2 separate regions of the Takifugu rubripes genome follow, and region 1 is linked to region 2. Evidence: chromatin contacts called from public Hi-C data. All regions are on one chromosome and are shown on one strand. The core of a region is the stretch at or near the end of the contact, and the rest is flanking DNA. Distances in the headings are between cores, read along the strand shown. Region 1 holds the start of osr2 (odd-skipped related transciption factor 2). Region 2 holds the start of rgs22 (regulator of G protein signaling 22).

The links. Hi-C and Micro-C count contacts between places; a contact is called where the count stands out from the background.
Region 1: a Hi-C map of muscle shows a contact between it and region 2, with 3 times the contacts expected there. The contact joins the promoter of osr2 here to the promoter of rgs22 in region 2. A contact is called at or near these places in 2 of 2 Hi-C or Micro-C datasets (muscle and an unstated tissue).

The regions. Positions count from the first base shown.
Region 1 is chr7:6,726,390-6,731,906 of fTakRub1.2, forward strand. osr2 (odd-skipped related transciption factor 2) reads right to left here and starts at 1,491. Exons shown (of 4, transcript XM_011605287.2): 1 at 1,398-1,491.
Region 2 is chr7:6,472,068-6,477,390 of fTakRub1.2, forward strand. It overlaps rgs22 (regulator of G protein signaling 22), which reads left to right and starts at 4,052. Exons shown (of 23, transcript XM_029839040.1): 1 at 4,052-4,177; 2 at 4,258-4,286; 3 at 4,360-4,422; 4 at 4,502-4,684; 5 at 4,753-4,838; 6 at 5,051-5,232; 7 at 5,306-5,323. The coding sequence starts at 4,156. It overlaps fbxo43 (F-box protein 43), which reads left to right. Exons shown (of 6, transcript XM_011605290.2): 2 at 1,062-1,808; 3 at 1,956-2,681; 4 at 2,752-2,854; 5 at 2,927-3,106; 6 at 3,185-3,770. The coding sequence starts at 1,120. The coding sequence ends at 3,433.

The DNA of each region.
Region 1 (5,517 bases), core at 241-2,740, 250 kb after region 2:
CTGCAGAACGTTCTCTGCACACAACATGCTTGTGGTTTTCTGTTCGGTTTCACATCACCAGGGCCCCCATCTTCACTGTCAAAACACTCAACAATTGCCGACAGATTATAAGACACCCAACACCCCCGAATTTTTAACTTATAGATGGTGGCACTTTCTCAACATATCAATTTCACCCTGAAAACTTCTAACAATGTAAACTGTATTTACTCTTTCTCCCTGGGAATCAAAAATACAAACACTACGGTTTTGAATATATGTCGGCCGAGTCCGCAGCCAGAAGCGTCGGTGATTACTTTTCCTTTTACAGGGAATTTCTGCAGTCGAAATTCATTAAAGTCTGACAAAATATGTGCAAATTCTGCCAAAAACATGAACTTCCTGGGGGATGTGGCCCCTGTTTTTATTTAAGATCAGATTTATTGGCTGCTGTTAAACAAAAAGCCTTTGATTTCTAATAAATTGGAATATTTACGATTCTTTAAAGTTATCAACACATTCATTCGGATTCCCCCCCCCCCAATGTGTGTTGTTTTTGTTTCGATTTGACAATGACGTTGTGAGCTAGAACAAATGATTAATGTTATTAATCCCGATTTTAAATGTTGGTTTCTGCTGTAATATTATGCTCAGTATAAAACGACCCCCTCAAAAAAGGCTTGGAATTTTATCTCGTTTTCATTTGTTCTGACCGGGACATTCTGTATGTGGTCTCTGGTTTTTATTTTGTATTTTACTGTCAGGCCCACACCGATCTGCACCATATAGGATTACCATATTCTTTATAGATAGGGTATATGTCAGAGGCAGAGTTAGTGCTTTGGCCTTTGGCCCTGCCCGAGTCCCCTGCAGCCGCCATCATTCTCTATGATAATCTGACTCCCACAGAGTATCAGTGTTGCAGCTCATTGCAGCTGCCAGGTCTATAATGGCCACCACTCCTCTTCCAACAACACCGAACAACAGAGAAGAAACCTTATTATTAGTAGTATTATTATTATTATTCTTCGAGGCCTCATCTAATTCTGCAGAGCCACCCAGTGTTCCGGATTAGGGTTGGACTGTGGCAGAAATATGCACTGACAATTCAAGCGATCTTTCTTTGTTGTAGCTGTGAATTGATAATATTGTAATTATCGTCAGAAATGGAGTAACAAGATGAGAAACATGACAGCTATTTTGTGATTATGTTCATCAGTTAATATAATTGAAAAACTATTCTTCCAATTCTCCTATCAATATTTAAGGCTTTCATTAATATATACAGCTTGATTTGGTTTTTTTACTCTTAAGTTGTTAGTAAAAGTCCTTCTTGTATCTGGTGTCTCAGTCCCATAGCTTCTACCTACATGTTTTGAGCAGTATTTCTCATGTGGTGTCATTTCAGGTGCTCTTACCTCTGCTGTACCTGAGGAAGCGTCATGCCGAGCAGCCGGCCTGGCTCAGAGCATCATTGGTTTGTGTATGTCTGTGTCGCTGCGTCTCTGCCAGCAGACAGGATGTCAGATCCATATATGCAGGGGAGGTAAACCCTGTCACTCTCACCTGCTGTGGTTTCGAAGCCCCCACATCCTCATCTACGTTCATCATACACTCATCCTGCCTCAGCTGCTGCTGCCGCCGCTGCTCACGGAGTGGGGTTTTTCTCTCAAAGACCCCCAAAGTCATATTTTCCTCCACATCACACACTTCTTACCTAAAACCCTGCACTTCTAGGAAAGGGAGATGTGCCACACTGTTTTTCTTTTTCCTGGATTGTTTCTTCTTCTTCTTCTTCTTTTTAACCGGATTTAAACAGTTAAAGTCTACACAAGTATGGTACATATACATACTACACACTTTATTTATTTCTGGCCAGTGCTGCCATGTCTTGCATATTTATTGTATGTTTGGAGGGACTAAAATCTGAAAGTAACATATTGCTGAGGGACACAAACTCAAACACATTCAAACATTTCTGTAAAATCTGAACCTGACACTTGTTATTGAGCCTATCCCCACTCTGAAATCTGTGTGACTCCGCTGATGATGGTAACATCACGCATGTCCCCCCTCTGTCCAGACCAGGATGCAGCTCTGCCCATCTGCTTTATTGTCAGAGAGCGCCCCCTATTGGCTTAACAGTGAACTATTATGACGTCAAGGTGACTCCAACTTCACGCAGCGTCACCGAACAGTGCAAAAATAACATGTTTAGAACAGAATGTGCCATTTAAATAATATATTCTACCCATGAACTACACCTCCAACTTTAAATTACACTTTAATTCAGGAACAAACCCACTTCAGTCGCAACTTTTTTTAAAAATATATATCTTTTGGATTGTTTCATCTCACACAGAACATGAGAAAAGAAAGAAAATGGATTTTGATTGAACATTTATGTTAGTAGGAAAAGGGGACTTGCAGTGTGTCATGCATTCCTTAGGCCTTCTGCATGATCTCTTCTCCATCTGCTGTCCATTGCCTCTCTTCTCCGGTCTCTTGCCATCTGTTTAACAGCGCTTGGCACCTTTGCGTGACCAAACGCCTTTGCTCCCTTCAGCGTCATCCACTTTGCCAGAGGAGCATAAAAACGAAAACCGCCATGATATCGTGCTCTTTCAACTAATAAAATCCACCAGTTAATGCTGCTCTCGCCCGGCACCAAATCCCTTTTGTCAGCAAATAGCTTCCTCCTTTTCCCTTGTCTGCGCTGGCCAAGCGCTTCTGTAGCGCTCCCTGCCATTAACATGACATCTTTGGTTACATGTTGTCAGGCCTGATGGCGTGCAGAGTGAAGAAGCAGTGAAGAGCAGGAGCAAGGAGGGATCTGTGGAAGATCATTAGGGTTCAGACGTCCCACTCATCAGCTGATTTCACCCTGTTCTGCAGGATGTTTACCTGCCGCCCGTCCAAACTGACTGCCTGATATCTGAAATGCTGAAATAATGTGAGGACAGCAGAGGTGATGGAAGTGTTGCAGGAAACGAGGGATGAAAACATGGAAAGAATAGTCAAGGAAGTGGGGAAGAAAGAGAAATACTGTAAGGCTATGACGTGCCAGGCCATAGCTGAGTGTGTGTGTGTGTGTGTGTGTGTGTAAAAAGCCAGCAGGAGGGCAGGGGTAGCTGCAGACTCCAGGCTCCACATCCTCAGAAGCCACAATACAGGCAGAGAGGGTCACATGAAACCTCGTGCAGCCTGTTCACTCTGCTTTAGGGTCGCTGCCTCTTCGCTTTGTTACCGTCTGAAACTGTTCATGGCTCAACTGTGGCAGGCACCACCTTTTTGTATGCCGGGTGGGGATTCTCTGGATCCAGTTGCCCTGCTGGTGTGAGGGCTGGAGAGCTTTTCCAATGTAGTCTTAATGTCTTATTGCCCTCCACACATGACATCATAGCAGTTCTGCCTCCTTTCTGACTGACTTTGTACCTCAGTGTATTAACTCGGTCCAGTTGAATTGTTTGACTGGACTTGCTGTGGATAATAATTCAGTTTTTTGTCACTTGGAAGCAATAATGTTTCACTTTTCTCATTTATGTCTTGGGGTACATTTTCACATTTTCACCCTATGAGGTAAACTGGCAGGTTTTAACGTTAGGTGGTCCATTACACGTCATAAAATCAATGAAAAACACATTCAGAGACAGGAGGCCATGTTGCTGATCGCTGATAAAGACATCCCACTGACTCCACTGATGGCACCACCAACCTGATTCAGTTTTAGTTCCTGCCACTGTTGTGTTTCATGTGTGTGTGTGTGTGTGTGTGTGTGTGTGACTTCTATAAAGTCCCCAGAGACAATCTTGATTGTAACAAAACACATTCAAATGAAGTTAAATTAAACTGAACGAAAAAGAATGGAGCCAATTGATGCCTGGCAAACGCTTCCGGGCGTACTCATCCCATGAATCCTTATCTGTTGCTTGGCAACCATACTCCAGCAATTTATTGGATCCTTCCAAAGTTCAGCCAGCGAGTGAAAGGCAGGAGTCCTTTTTGATTCCCTAGTAACCAATCCTGACAACATAGGGGCACCAAGATGATCTGTTCTGAACATCGTGGCCAAAGTAAATGCAATCACTTTGATGCAGTGGTTAGTTCTTCTCCCTGGACTCTGGGCCTGGCTTTCATGTATTTTGATTTTTAATTTAATCCAACCTTCATAATTTTCCATGAGATCGTTGGATGGACATTTCTTGGACAGTGTTTCAGAAATCTCCTCCTTATCTTTGGGTGGAGTAACTAACTATCTGATAAGCATTTCTTGTGAGGCAGAGACAAGTTTATTGGGAAAATATCAGCAACTAAGTCAGTATGTCAAAGGGCCTACCCTTTCAGAGACCTTTTTTCTGCCCATGCTGTTTAGATTTATTTGCGTGTATGTCTCTCAGCCAGCACTCCCTTCTGCTCATCGGCTCCTGGCTGTGAAGTGATGGACGGTAAAATTCTCCCGGCACCTGTTTCCTGGCTGAGCTCGTGCGCTGCTAATAAGCAGATGAGAGACATTAACAAAATGACTGCAGCACACTGGGAGGATAAATCAGCAGAGTGAGCCGAGCATCACATCCAGCATGTCAGAAACGACGGTCTCAAAAAAAAAGAAGCCCCAATTAGAGCTGAGGACGTCACTACCTGGGCTGGGATGCAAAGATCAGAAGAAGAGCTCAGACGGATGAAGACAAGTGATGGGAAATTCAGCAGCGCATGGGTGGAGAGGGAGGTGGGCTGGAAATGTGAGGAAAAGAGGGATGGAAAGGGGAGATGTGAAGAGCGGCTATGGAGGGGGTTGTTTATCCAGATTATTCCTCAGAAGTTAGTGCAATCACTCCACCTTGAAAACATTTCTGTGAATTTGTTCCATTGGGTGAGGAATGAATAATGCAATAGAGCCGGTCATTTCCCCACATCAACAGCAACAACAATAACCTTCATCCTGTGTGATTTCATATAATTTCTTTATTCCCTCGCCTGTTTCTCCCTTTGTGACATGCCAGACTTGTGTGCATTACAAAGTGGGTCAGGAAATAGCTTTTCATTTAAAAAAAAGAAACCAAGTGCACATCTTGACACTGTTACCAGAAGGACCTTTTGGCTGTGAAGGGCCTTTGAGACGGCTCCTCTGCAGGCAGCCACTTTTCTCAGCAACGACTGGGACAATTAAAATCACCCGCAAAGTCCTGCATTTCTCCAATGTTATCACTCCTTTGCAAGTGACTTACTGAGATGTTATTAGTCTGAAAATGCTTTCCTAAATGCTAAAAATTACCCCGGTTGGCTGAGGTCCAGCGTTGTTGCCCCTTCCCCTCTCATTTCCCTCATGCGCTTTGAACTAAAAGAGCGTAATTTTTCTGAACAGATTCTTGCGTTATTGATGGATTTTTGTTCCACTGTGGGTTGAATTAGTCGCTCGGATGCCTGCATGGTTGCGTTTAGCGTGCAGACTCCCGCGTGCACGCACACAAACACACAAAAGATGCTTTCAGGCGTTTTTACAGCACTCATGCTAGCTCACAGGCGCACTAAGTAAATGTT
Region 2 (5,323 bases), core at 2,802-5,301:
CTCTGACCCTACTGGTAAGAATAATATCTGGTCCGAGCGTAAGTTAAAGAGCTGTTCGCTTTGTTTGCTAACCTGGTTGACAAAACTACAACTGAGGGTCCAACAACCGTCTCCAGGCGGCTTTAAATTAGTTCTGTGTCTTTGAGAAATGGATTTGCCTCAGTTTCTTAATCTGCATTAGTTTGGTCAATAATTAACGCAGGTGTTTTCTTGTTAGACTAATTAACAGAGACTGACAGAGATGTCAGTTGGATAGAAGGAAATTAACCAATATATGAACCCATTGTATATAAGAGATGCGTTAAGGAGCCACATTTTACATAACTTTTATATTCGAATTAGTTTACAGAAGCTTAATTGGGCACATTAATCAGTGGATATTAATCAGTGGTTTATTCACATGATTATAGAAGCAAAATGTCATATTGCCTATTTAAAGATTCCCATCGCTATTATGTTCCACGCGTGGTACAGAAGCAGTTTCGCAAGCGGTTCAAATCAAATGTGCATACACGTGAAACCAAATGAGGCACAACAGAAATGATCGTTTGTAGTTGATTTGCGTTCCAATCCTCTGGTTTTAGAATGTTAATAGGTTAATGTACATAAATCAAAGAGCCAAACATCCAAACGCTGTACAGTGCTTTTATTTTGAAATCTCACGGACCCTCTGCGATATTTCGCTTTTTAGAGCAGGTCTGACGCTTCCTTTATGATCTTCGACACGACATCCGGTCTGCAGCAACGACGGCTGTTCTTTTGGCGGCTGCGGGTCAGTTTAGAGCGGCCGGAAGGAACCTGTGACCCGCAGTTAAATGAACAACCCGCGGTGTCATAGCAACGCTGATGGGACCAATTTAGAGTTTGTTTGAGAACTAGTTTTCGAGGTAAAACAGCTGTGATTTTAATATAGAGTTCAGGTAACACGTGAATCATAATTAAAAAAAAAAAAAAGAAGTAATGATTCAGTCATGTTGATCATACAGATCAACAGAATCCTCAGAGAGGCACACTTCATGCTGCTCGCTTGTCTTTTAAATGTATTTTATTCCCCCCTTCAGGTCATTTGAATCCCCCCCTCCTTGTGTTTCTGCTACACGTGCACCGTGTAAGGAGAAGATGCAGTGCACTCCTGAATCCAACATCTACCTCCAGAGCTGCAAAGGCCAACAGAGTTATGACTGCTCTGACAGCGGCTATTCCGGGTTATTCCGCAGCCCTCCGAGCGTCGCTGGAGCCGACTCCTGCAAGTCCTTGTCTCCAGAGGAATGCGGTGGAACATCTAAAGAGAACCTCAGGCCGTCTGTCACACCTAGCTGGTGTGAAACTCCTAGAAGAGATTCCTCTTTGCGTCAGAGACGTCTGATATGCAGACTGACCCAACCGGTGAAAGCTGACATCAGGTCGCCGTGCTCCAGCGGCACCGACGCCTCTCTGGGATGGCTCAGCTTCTCATTTGACTCCATAGACGGTGACACAGGCCCTTTAGACCCCGCGCAGGATCTCCCCTTATCTTGCAGGAAACGTCGCCTCCTTTTCACCCAGACGAGGACCTCCACTCTGGACGACGGGAAACTCAACTCTGCTCAACTCTCCAGTTTTGGGAGCAGAATTTCACTGTCGGACGCAGAGTTCAGTGAGAATCTTTCTGCCGCCGATCAGCGAGAAACTCCCATCTTCAACAAACTCTTGCCTGGCTCGTCAAAGAGAAGCTTTCGGTCGCCCATCGGCAGCGTCGCAACAGATCTGTACGATGATACGAGCGCCTTGTGCACGCCATCGTCCACACACACACACAAATTTATCAGGTATTGATTTTTCAGATACTCCCCCCCCCCCCCCCCCCCCCCCCCCATGTAATTTTAATGTTTATTTACATTTTGCTGTAAATACAACGGCTAGGAAATAAACGATAAATGATTGAACTCTTGTGCACCTTTGTGATCCCTGAGCAGGTCTGCGTGTGAAGACAGCGGGTTTAGCTCGCTGACCCTCGACAAAGATTCCCCGGTGGACTACGATGGCTCGTTCCAGGAGCTGCTGCTCTCTGCCTCCCGCGGACACGCCGAGACGCCAAATCTGGCAGAGTCAAAGCGGCGATCCCGTTTGCATCGCCAGAACAGACTCTCAACACTCAAAGAAGGAGGCTCGCAATCTGAGGAGGACCTCGCGGACAGAAGGCACGCACGGTCCCAGCAGACGTGCAGCCATTCTAAAGACGATGACGTCTTTGCTGAGAACGCCCCGCCACACGCTGCCATCTCTGCCGATAGTCTGGCTCCTGGGAGACCGGTTTACGCCACCCCCTTAAGAGCAACAAGGGCCAAGCCAGAAAACGCGACCCTGCGTGGCACATCTGCCGTTCCAGATGAGACTCCTCACAGGAGGAGGACCTCTGTCAATCTGTCTCTGACCCCGGCTTTACAGCTGGTTCATGCCATGTGCCAGCAGAAAGCCCAGATGTTCACAGGCCACAGTCCCAGTCTGAAGGAACAGCTGAGATACACCGCAGCGCTGACGGAGACCCCTGTGATGTTCAGGACCTCCCTGCCCCTGGCCGGGCTGATCGGAAGGAAAATGGGCCTGGGGAAGGTGGACATACTCACCGAGCTGAAGAAGAGGAGCCTCAGACACGTCCTGTCCATCATACTTGGCGAGCTGAGCCCTGAGAGCGTCTACAGGTGGGATGCGAATGTTTTCTGTTCCGCGACTAAAGCTTTTGCTTCAACGTGATCTCCACGTCTTCGCTAGGTGCGGTCAGGTGTGTAAGAGCTGGAGCGAGGTGGTCCAACAAGACGAGGGCGCTTGTTTGAAGAGGAGAACCCATCTGATGGAAGTGGACGCCGGTCTGGAGGTGAGGTTGACCCCTTTTGGCACAGCACACCTCTGCCCCAGAAGAGTATTCTGACTGTGGGTGTGTTCTCAGTCAGGGGGAGCTCACCATGTGCCAGAGGCAGAGACCAGGCTCACGCTTCTCAAGAGGTCAGCCCTCAAGAGTGTTCAGGCCCAGTCTCGAAGCTCCAGCTTCTGCACCCCCCAGTCAGCCAAAAGCACTTTAACACCTTTGCAACACTCGGGCAGCAGCAAACGGGATAAATTTATTGAGGCGAGTTGAAGCTCAGTGATGAAAATGTGTGTCGACAGTGGTCGGTTGGTTCAAGGTCTCTTTTATCTCCCCTCCCAGGTTGCCAAAACGCTCTTCAACGACGAGTGCCTGAAGCCCTGCCCGCGATGCCAGCACCCCGCAAGGTGCCACTCCGTGAAGGGAGAGGGCATCTGCAGCAGAGCTGATTGTGGTTTCCAGTTCTGCACGGCCTGTTTATGCACCTTCCACGGTTCCAGGGAGTGCGGCAGCCAGTCTGTCGGCCGCCACAATAAAGACAAGCTGCTCCCAGGAAGCGCTCAAAGCAAGCGCAACGTTAGGAGGCTGTGAGCACAATGAACAATTTATGTCCTTCGGTCACTTTATTTTTTAGGACTTTTGAAGTACAGGAGACTGATCTGTAGCCAGTACATGAGAACAACTTCTGTACTTTTCAGTGTGTCTTTGTCCATTTCCTTGTACTGTAGTTGCCTCAATTTTTCTCCGATCTAGTTCTTACTTGTGTGTTTTTAAATTATGTGTATAAAGTCAACAGGCCAGAGGTTGAGTTATGCTGTCGGTGCACCTTGATCAACTGTACGTAACATTTTTGTGGGATTCGAGATTTTCAACTTTTACCAGTGTTTTTCAGAGCAATTTTAAAATAAATTCATTTAAAAAGAAAAAACAACATTTTCCTGAGTTTTATAGATTGAAGTCAGTACTCTTTTCTTTGGTGTTTGGCGTCACCTAGTGGCACGTGTTCGCTACAACAATGTTAATCACATGTTTCATTTTTAAAAAGATGCAAGTTTCTGTCTAGGTAAAAAAAAAAAAATCAATTTAGTGAAAGGGTGATTTTTGTGAGAATTGGCAGGGAGGAGACCTCCAGTCTCTGGAATCCTAGTTAAACTTTTACTGCCCCCTGTGTTTTGAAAATGACTCCACTTCCATAGCAACCTGCAGTGTGTCTAATCTGAGAGCTGCAGGTTGAATGTTCAGAAGTGTCGTTACGGCTTCACTGCTCGGTTTGAAATCAAAACCTTTTCTGCTCTCTTCATTTTTCCTGAACAATGTGGGGAATCCCATCATCAGGTGACACGTTTAAGAATTGCAATATGTATTTAAAAAAAAAAAAAAATCCTTTTAATATTTAACCCATCTTTGTCTTCAAGATTTTCCCCTCCTGACTGCCAGCAACTTTGTAAGTACAAATTCACCCTGACATTTAATAACATTTTCTTGGATGCATCATGAATTTAATGTTCCACCTGCAGGAGATCTCTCTGGCTTCTGATGATCTTTTGGCTCACTTCTTCAATGATTTTTTAAGTCTGCCGGTAAATTAGTCCTAATATCTGACATGAATATGATCCCATTCTGAACCCAAATCACTGGTTGCTATGCGGTTCTTTCCAGTCATTTCAGGAGGGCTTGCTATATAACCCAGAGACCAGGCTGTTCGAGGTGGCGACTGATGAAGCAGAGCTTGTCTGCAGAAGAATCAGATCGGTGCTGCGGCGCAGCAAATCACAGCTCCTCACTGGGGACCCTGCTGACCTCTGCAGCAGCCCTCCTGTGGACAACCGCTACACTGTCACTGTAAGATTATTCCTGTTCACAGCGATATCGGAACATTTTCTTACGTACTGAGGCTGTCTGATCTTTAGTGTCTGGACAGAGAACAAGGAATTCAGTGGATGATAAGGGAACGATTACCCTTATTTCTTCTGAGTGATTGCTACAGTGAATACAGGTGAGAGCCCAGCATGTTTACTACTCTAACCCAAATGAAGGGTACTTTGTTCTTATCTTGCTCTGATTTTTGTTCTTTGTTATTTAAATTTTTCCTTATGTGTAATTTAATTGGTTTGTTAGTACCTCAAAGTTCTCTTACAGATTTAAATTGGATTGGTATTTATTGACGTTTGGCTGTGAGCAGGTATTGGCATCTTTGTTTTCCCTTAGGCTTGCTAAGCTGTTTCAGCAGGAATTTAAAGTTTTTACCCAGAGGTTGAAGTTCGGAGGACGTTCCATCCAGTCAGCTCCTCCACTGCGCCGCTCCTCTAAAATGAATGAGGGAAACGTCGACATGCGGCGACTCCAGATGTGCTCAAAGTCTGCAGAGGACGTCTCAGTAGAAGATAGTGGTGTGTTTAAACTACATGTCTTCTGTCTGTGTGCAGTTAAGTGAATGTTTTCTATTTGTTCCTACCTGTTCAGGATCTGGAATAAAGGATT